Regions from separate parts of the Hordeum vulgare genome. Here region 2 is linked to region 1. The links are chromatin contacts, called in public Hi-C maps. All regions are on one chromosome and are shown on one strand. The core of a region is the stretch at or near the end of the contact, and the rest is flanking DNA. Distances in the headings are between cores, read along the strand shown. Region 1 holds the start of LOC123410211. Region 2 holds the start of LOC123407171 (protein adenylyltransferase SelO).

Region 1 (3,933 bases), core at 88-2,587:
CCCGAATTGACGTCCTCAAGTGCTTTTTCTCTATTGTGTGATGTCTCTATTAAGGGAGCTCGGATGGCATTCACGAGGACCATGGTGCACTGGACGAAGTTGAAGCCCATCGAGATGGCCACCGCACCTCTGTCGCATGGAAAGGAGCATAGGCGCTCCGAGCTATATTCCCCAAATGTAATGGAGGGTGCTCGGGCGATAGAAACCGAGTGCTCCAAGGATGTAATCTTTGAATAAAAATGAGATCTTGTATTAACGGTTGAACCTTTATGCAATACAATGCTTTTTGCTCTACATGGTATACCATATCTTACTTTGTTTAATTTTTACTCCTGCGCGGTCGTTTTAACTTGAAAGTTTCCAGTCGTCGGCTTTAACCCCCTGGTAGACGCTATCAAGGTGTTTCCGGCTTCCATATTGTTACCCTTAGCCAACGTCTTGGTGCCGGAGGAGGCAGTGCGGAAGGAAATAAGGCAATCATACTAGCGGCTTTGATGCTTTCACTTAATCATAGAAGCTTGACTATAGGGACTGATGTGAAGCATTTGCACCCGAAGTTTTAAAGAAAATACATCCACTGCATCCTCCGAGAACTCAACCCCAACTAAACATGTTCATATGTCGGGACGGGCTTTTCGAACCCCAAATTCTAAGCCCAAGCCTAGCCCGAATCCCAAAAGTGCGCACTTTCTCAAGCCCGAGCCCAGCCCGAATATAGGCATGTAGCCTAAAATCCTGACCCGAATGATGTTTATCAGTGTTGTGAACTCGGCATGAAGCCCGAAAGTCTGGTCCAAAAAATGCAAAAATGAAAGCCCGAGCCCGGCCTGGCCCGGGTTTTCGGGCCGGGCTGTCCATTTAACAGGTTTACTCTCCGGTCCTAGCATCTAGCGCACACGTGCCCCTCCTCTAGCTAATAGTTGATTGTTGTGAGGCAGAAAATAGTTTGAAAGAAGTATCAACTATTCTTTTTACCCAGCAAAGAAATGAGCGACACATCCGTTATGGGGCAGAGAGAGCCGACGACTGGGATCTTGGCCGTAGCCCCTGGTTTTCTCGGCTGTCAGTCTTGGGATCCCTCCTGTCCGTCCTCCCGTCGCCACCGTTTTTGAATCCCTCGAGAGCACATACGCACCAAACACCAATGAAACAGTAGCCCGGCCATCACGCAGCGGTAACCGCGCCGCGCTACGGCTGCCCGCGCCAATAAACATTTGGTGCTTTGTCAGGCCAGTTGCACTGCACCACGGCATAGCAGCAGCAGCAGCAGCAGCTCGTTTTCAACGGTTGGTAAACCGTAAACAAAGCGAGTGAGAGCAGCCGAGCCACGGGAAAGCGGCCCAGCAAAGCAAGCGCCCCCTCCTCTGTCCTGCGCGTGGTGCGCGCAGTGTGTACGCTGTCCCTGCTGCAGCTGCACCCGCTGTCTGGACTCTGGAGTGGAGGAGCTCGAGCTAGCAGCCGAGCGCGTCCCCCAGTAGGAGCTAGCACCACCACTGCCTGGTGCCTGCTGCTCCTGCTACCACCACTACCACCTACAGGCCTACTCATTCAAGAATCTCCTAGCTTTCCCCAAACTCCCACACGGCCCCTGAATCCGGAGATCGCAGCCAATCCATTTGCTTTCTTCACCCGGCAACAGCGGAATCCAATCTTTTCCTCACCTCCGCTGGGCCTGGAGAAATGGGAGCAAGATACGCTTCTTGAGCCGGATGCTGCTTCCATGCAAGGTCAGCTCCGCCATCCCGTACTGGATTGGATGCTTCCTTTTTCCTGATTAAGTTACGTTGTTTTCCTCCTTTTGCGTGTTCTGCCTGTCTATGGATGCGTTTCAATCTGAGATTTGATGGGGATATTTGCTGCTTCAACTTCTTGATTCCTATCCTACGGATCTCATTCCAACACTGAGATACTGATTATTATTATTATTATTATTATTATTTTGGTGGAAATGATGTGCTGGTACTTCAATCCAACCACAGATTAAATCGCAAGTTATTGGCCCATTTTTCTTGCAGATTTCTAGATCAAGGTTTTAGCACCGAAAAATCTTGCTTCCAACAAGTAACCCAGGCGAGCTTCAAGTTTTTCCGGTAATAGTTTCTCAATACATCTATAGAGAAAGCACTGCTCGATTCAAGCAATGGGTAGGGGAAGAGGCAGAGGAAGGAAGCCCATCGCCAACGGCAGGAGCCATGAAGACAAGGTGAGCAGCGGCGAAGAGGTCGTGCCTGCAAGGAAGAGGAGAGGGAGGCCCCAAAAGCAGCGCGTCCCCGACAAAGTCGATCTACCACCAGAACCCAAGAGCTCGGCAGCGGGCGTTCATGGCGATGCAGAAGGAGGTAACGCAGAGCTCAAGGAGAACGACCCTGAAGGCAACGGCAACAAGAGGAACAGGGCACCCAAGGAAGAGAGCTCGAACCTCGACATGGAGGAGAACAGCTCGAGCACCCGGTCCAGCAACGACGAGTCCACGACGACGACCCGGTCCAGCGGCTTCCGGCAGAACGGGAGCCGCCGGAAGAGCACGCCCCGGCGAGCCGCGGAGGCGGGCCTGTAGTAGCTGGAGGAATTAATGGAGCGGCGGCCGGCAACACGCGCTCTTGGATGGATATGTGTTAGGCAGCTGCATGCTCTTCAGTTTTGTCAACTTTATGGTTTAGTAGCAACCTTCGTCTTCATCATGTTTACATGGCTCTAGCTACATGGATGGATGTAAACATATACAGTGCTCATTGCAAACTATGGATGCTTTGCTTATGGTGATGAGAAGAGTCACTTGAAATTCATGGTTAGCTGCTCTAGGCTACTGTTTTACTACATCACATCAGTTGATATGATATGCTGTTCCATCACATCAGCATCAGCTCTTGCCAATTTTAGTCTATCTTTTGCACATTTTTTGTTTGCCTATTCATCACAGCTAATCATCTTTGGTGGTATTGCCATGTAATCATGGTTCCTACTAAACCACTCCACTTGTTTCCAAACGGAGGGAGTGTACTTCCGTGCGGTGCGATAAGAATTGTAAGATAAATTAAATCACCCAAGTTCATTCGACCCATTGGTGAAATACAGAGATATACTGGATTTCAGATGATCACGTGACATGTGCTTGCTTGGGATACATACACTTGGATGCGCGACATTGCAAGAAAATTGCAAGAGTATCAATTCAGCACTGATGACCTTGTCCAAGAATGTGACATTCTACACTCGGGGCATCTCTCCCCTATCCAAACCGTAGGTAGGGTTTTTTTTCTAGTTAAAAGAAAGGGGAAGAATGTGACATCCCATTCAGTTTGATCATTGCTCCTCGAGCTAAAACAACACCATTACCGTCCCATCTGAATCAACTCAACACAGTCGAGGCAACCAGCAAAAACGATCCAGACACCATCATTCATGTCCTTGTCCACGGAGCCGTGCGTGGCCTTCATCATTCAGCGTGAATGCGTCCCGGCTCGACTTTAACCTGTCATTTCGACTCCGAATTGCAGCGCACCATCACCATGGCCTGATTTGGCAAGTAGCATGGGCCTGGAGCCCGTCCGGATCGTGGAAATTCGGGGGGCTCAGGAAGGTGATTTCCGTCGATGGAATGTATGAGGCGAGGTGAGCTCACTCGCTTGCTCTGCTCCGGCAAGCCGTGGTGCCGGTGCCCTACCCTAGAGCAAAAAATAAGGATTTAGATCGTGGGTGCCGGTACTGTTTAGGATTTGGATAGGCGTGATTATTGATCTGTGGGAGGAGATCGTGGTTGGGTGCTGCTGATATAGGAAGGTGGCACTTTCTGCCTCCCCTAGATCGGTGACTCCGGTGCCTGGGAATGGCAGGCTGGTCGTGCATGGGACCAGGAATATGATGCACTTTGTTGTTTCTTTAACGCTCAAGACTTTTAATCAAACATACTCCCTCCGTCTCAGTTTATAAGTC
Region 2 (4,567 bases), core at 1,308-3,807, 320 kb before region 1:
ACACCAAATTTTGGCATGGAAGAAAAGATTATTAATATGGCTTCAAATGAAGAAGTGCTCGACATGAAAAAGTTTCATAGTGTTGACATGAACATCTTTGAAGTTTGGACCATCGTCTTCCGATCTCATCTCGAAGGTTGAAAGTGTGCTCAAAATACTAAGATTTCATATTCAAAGTACTCTTCAGTCGATTAAGCCCCAAGATGACCTCATATGAGAAAATGTTATACATAGATTGTCTTTGTCTCGTCGAATCGATCAATTTTGATATGAAAATCATCTCAATCTGAGATCGTATGCAAAAGCTAAAGTCATCAGAGTGCGGCCCTATGACAAACCAAAAAGTGGCACGCCCAATCAGACACGTGCATAATAAGTAGCGTCCTGATTGCTTGTTTTGCACGAGCATTTAGGCCCACAAGACGGCCTTGAATCAAAAAATATCCAACAAGAAAGTTGTTCGTCTCATCGAAACGATTACATTTTCTTTTGGGCTCAACTTCATCCGAGATTGTTTTCGTCTCGTGAGACCCAAACACCAAACTGCTGCCTTGGACGTACCTAAATTCGAGTTCGGTTAATTTTAGAAAGTTTTGGATGGGATTTGGAGTTTTTTTGTACAGCCACCTCATAAATAGATGAGAGGTGACGACCGATTGAACAACACACAACCGACCAAATCAATCTACCACATTTTAGCTTTACCTTTATCTCTCTCCCTTGTTCTTCTTCTTCCTCGTTCTTCGTTTGTTCTTCTAGTTGCACGACGGCGATTCACGAGGCCCTAAGGGAGATCAGGTCGACCTAAGACAGTCCATAGCCGACGTGCACCCTAACGAGGTCCCTCCCGGGCGTGTGGGTTTTCGGCTCTACAAAAGCACCCGCCGGATTGTTTGTGTTCCGCGTTTCCGGCCGGGTCTCCTACGACGTGAGCTATGGAGCATCACCCCCGACATCGAGGGTACACGGTGACGTTTTGTGTGTGAACAAGTGTCGTATTTTTTGTATGCCGACATGACCACGATTGATATGTATGGCCTTTTTGTGTGTGCTGGTAAGTGTGCCGACCAATGAAAAGTACGTGAGCATAAACTTTGTGATGTGTTTTTAAATGCTCGCATGGCCGCTGACCACTTTTTTCTATATTCGTTGTAGCGGATGACTGGTTGGTCGAAATACGAGCGTCCATCGACACATAAGAGCATCTACAACTGGACCCTCAGACTCTTCGCAAACGCTCAGGCAGGCCGCCCGGTCACCGCTTGGTCATAAAAAATCGACCTAGACGGGCCTCTCAAACCGATCTCAAATGCCCGGGCTGACCGGTACCCCCGTTTCCAATCCAAATATGGGCCGGATATGGGGAAGCCTCGGCGCGCCCACCTGGTCCGTGCTGGCCCGCATCTACCTCACATATATTCATCCCCATTCGCTCGCCGGACCAAACCCTAGCCACTTCACTCCACTCCCCTTCACTCCCATCCGCCACCCAAGCTCACATCCAGCATGGTTGGCAGCGGATCCGAGTCCTTCACCTCCAGATCCGTCGACCATGAGCTTGTCCCACGCGGCCCCGAGGAGGAGATGGCCGTCCGGCTTGCGCTCCACCGCTCTCGGGAGGCGGACGCATGATGGTATCGCTCAGACTCGCAACTCTAGGGATCCATTGCTTTCGCACAACCGGTGCTTGGATCCGACGTTGCTGCCTCACCGGAGACGACGCGGTCCATTTGGCGTCCGAACGCCATGGCAGAAGCGCAACCCCTCCGTTGGCGCGCCAAGCACGAAGCACGGTCGACCTCAGATGATGTCATGGCGTGGCGTGCCAAGCAGCCACGGGATGTGGCGGAGGCCCTCACTACGACGAAAGTTAGAGAAGTGGAATCACACTCTCCGACGCCCTGTAGGGTGCAGTAGTGCCGTGGTGGACGTCGACTCCTCCATGAAGGATCCGTCACTGACCTCATGTCGATTAGCCCCGTCCAGGTTACGGGTTCGGGCATGGGAGACGATGGGAGCTCGACTCGTGTGAGTCAGCTAGTGTCCTATGTCCTACTCTACCTCGTTAGCGATCAGACCAACACTATAAGGGGCGCAACCAGCCGCCGGACATGGACACGACGGAGCTGGACGAGCTCCGCTTATTACTAGTTTTACGTTGCATGTAATAGTATGAATTTAAGGTTTTTAATTTAAAATATTCAAATATAGACTGTATTATTTAAGACGTGATTGGTCACTATCCACGTCGGATTTGAGGATCCGTGTGTTGATGGCTAAAGAAACAAACTACGTTCGTTTGAGTCACTCTGAGTTTATCTCCACTTGACCGGGCGACGTAAGCATGGCCACGGGCACGTGTCCGTGGCTCCGCTACCCACACGCAAAAGAAGCCGGCCCGCCGGGCCAGCCTCGAACAAATCCCACCGTTTAACCAGGACCGCTCGCTCCTCCCACCCACCCCACACCCAGGCCCGGCCACGCACGCCGCCCTACCACAACGCGCAGGGCGACACGCCTGCACCGGATTGACCCGGACGGAGAGAGAGAGAGAGAGAGAAAAAAAAAGGCGCCGCACGCAGCACGCAGGCGCCATGCCCCCTCAGTTGCGCTTCCCCACCGTCCTCCCCAACCTATACCCCCACCTCCTCCTCCCCCGCTCCCTCCCCCCGTCCCCTCCCCCCTCCCGCCGTCTCCGCCTGCCGCCGCCCCCGACCCGCCACCCGCTCCGCCGCCTGCTCTTCCGAGGCATGGCCTCCTCCGCTACCGGCGAGGCGGCACCGGCCGCCGGGACGAGCGGCGCCGGAGAGGCCGCCGCCCGCCCGCGCCGCGCGCTGGAGGAGCTCTCGTGGGACGAGACCTTCGTCCGCGAGCTGCCCGGCGACCCGCGATCCGACAACATCCCCCGCCAGGTTCGCGCCCCTCGCTCCCCCCCTGCTTGCTCCTAGTTTTGCCGCATGGTGAGCATAGCAGCTAGGTTAATTTCTTGCCGAGTGTTTATCCCCGAGGTTTTATGTCGCAGGTGCTGCACGCTTGTTACACCAAGGTGTCTCCCTCGGCGCCCGTGGAGAACCCTAAGCTCGTGGCGTGGTCCCAGTCCGCAGCTGACCTCCTCGATCTGGATCACAAAGAGTTAGTTGCATATCCCAGCTACTCGCTAGCTTTCTGGCTATGGTTTCCATCGTTCTTGAGAGCATTGTGGCACCCCCCCTTTTGTTGAGGGGCAACTGGTTATTGAGACGTGCATGAAGAATTTTTTACAAATGTGTGTAATTTGCATTGAAATTGTGAACTCACCCTACTCTTGGTAGCTCACAAGTCACAACCTAAAAATGGTCGAGTGAGCAGTAATTTATGTGCGATAAAGGCGACCACACCAGACTGACTAGTAAGATTGTCTACTAACTCTTGTGCACTAAAGGTGATAGTTTCAGTGGTACTTTTAAACATAACAGTTAATTCTTATCCAGAATTAGTGTACCAATATTTCCCAAAGGCTAGTAAGATTGTCTACTAATAACTCCTGTGCACTAATGGTGATAGTTTCAGTAGGTACTTTTAAACACAAGAGTTAATTTCTATCCAGAATTAGCGTACCAATATTTCCCAAAGGGTATCATGTAGAAGATCTGTATTGTCTATGATTTATGAAGCAAAAGACAGACTTGCTACTTAAGTCAAAGTGCTGTTTTCATTTATTCAGACATATATTCACCCCACCCCACCCCACCACCTGTTTCTTTTTTCAAAGTTCACCACTAAGAAATTTCTGTTAAACAAAATGGTTATCGATCAGATATTTTACTATTTTTTCCAAAGGGTAACATGTAAAAGATCTGTATTGTTTACGATTTATGAAGCAAATGGACTTGCTTCTTAAGTCAAAGGGCTTTATTCATTCATAAATACATATATTAACTCCACCCCAACCCCCCTGTTTCTTTTTTGAATCTCATCACTACTTCTGGGGAACAAAAAGGTTATCAATCAGATATTTGACTCTTGACACCAGATCATTAACTGGTAGTTGAACAGAGTGATATGTTGTCAAAAAATCCAGCTGTTCGCGTGAATGAAAGGCATATAAAATACTCTAGGTAGTTCCACGTGGAACATCACATTTTTGTCTTATCTGCAGTTGCCATGAAACATTTGTTATTTGTATTGTCCGGCAAACAGTTATTTTTTTTGTTCTCATGGAAAATGCTAAGCCGAAGGTTAGGCCACGTCGTGTGCTGCTTTGTTTGGTAATACTGGTATATATTTATGTTGCAAAATGCCATGGACAGGGGTGCGTGGAAGTTAGCTATCCACGTTCCAGAGCCATGACTTGGTTTCGAGATCTTATGGGTTTCAACTCTAGCCTACCCCAACTTGTTTGGGACTGAAAGGCTTGGTTGTTGTTGTTGTTGTTGCAAAATGTTGGGCCTTGAAAAATGCTCATACTGGTTCTGGCATTATGCTCTAGTTAAATAATTCCGTGACGGAAACAAGTGAAAATTGTCTCAACTTTAAATGATTTCTAGACAAAGACAAATGAAAATGGTCTCAGCAAAGGATATAGTCA

What was found. A called contact is a pair of places that touch in the nucleus more often than the background predicts.
Region 2: a contact with region 1 is called in a Hi-C map of leaf, with 5 times the contacts expected there. The contact joins the promoter of LOC123407171 here to the promoter of LOC123410211 in region 1. A contact is called at or near these places in 3 of 6 Hi-C or Micro-C datasets (leaf and seedling) and 1 of 1 datasets of contacts at active chromatin or transcription factors (embryo).

Annotation. Positions count from the first base shown.
Region 1 is chr7H:143,676,229-143,680,161 of MorexV3_pseudomolecules_assembly, reverse strand. It overlaps LOC123410211, which reads left to right and starts at 1,337. Exons shown (of 2, transcript XM_045103118.1): 1 at 1,337-1,727; 2 at 2,016-2,786. The coding sequence starts at 2,141. The coding sequence ends at 2,557.
Region 2 is chr7H:143,994,379-143,998,945 of MorexV3_pseudomolecules_assembly, reverse strand. LOC123407171 (protein adenylyltransferase SelO) reads left to right here and starts at 2,557. Exons shown (of 8, transcript XM_045100248.1): 1 at 2,557-2,912; 2 at 3,023-3,132. The coding sequence starts at 2,595.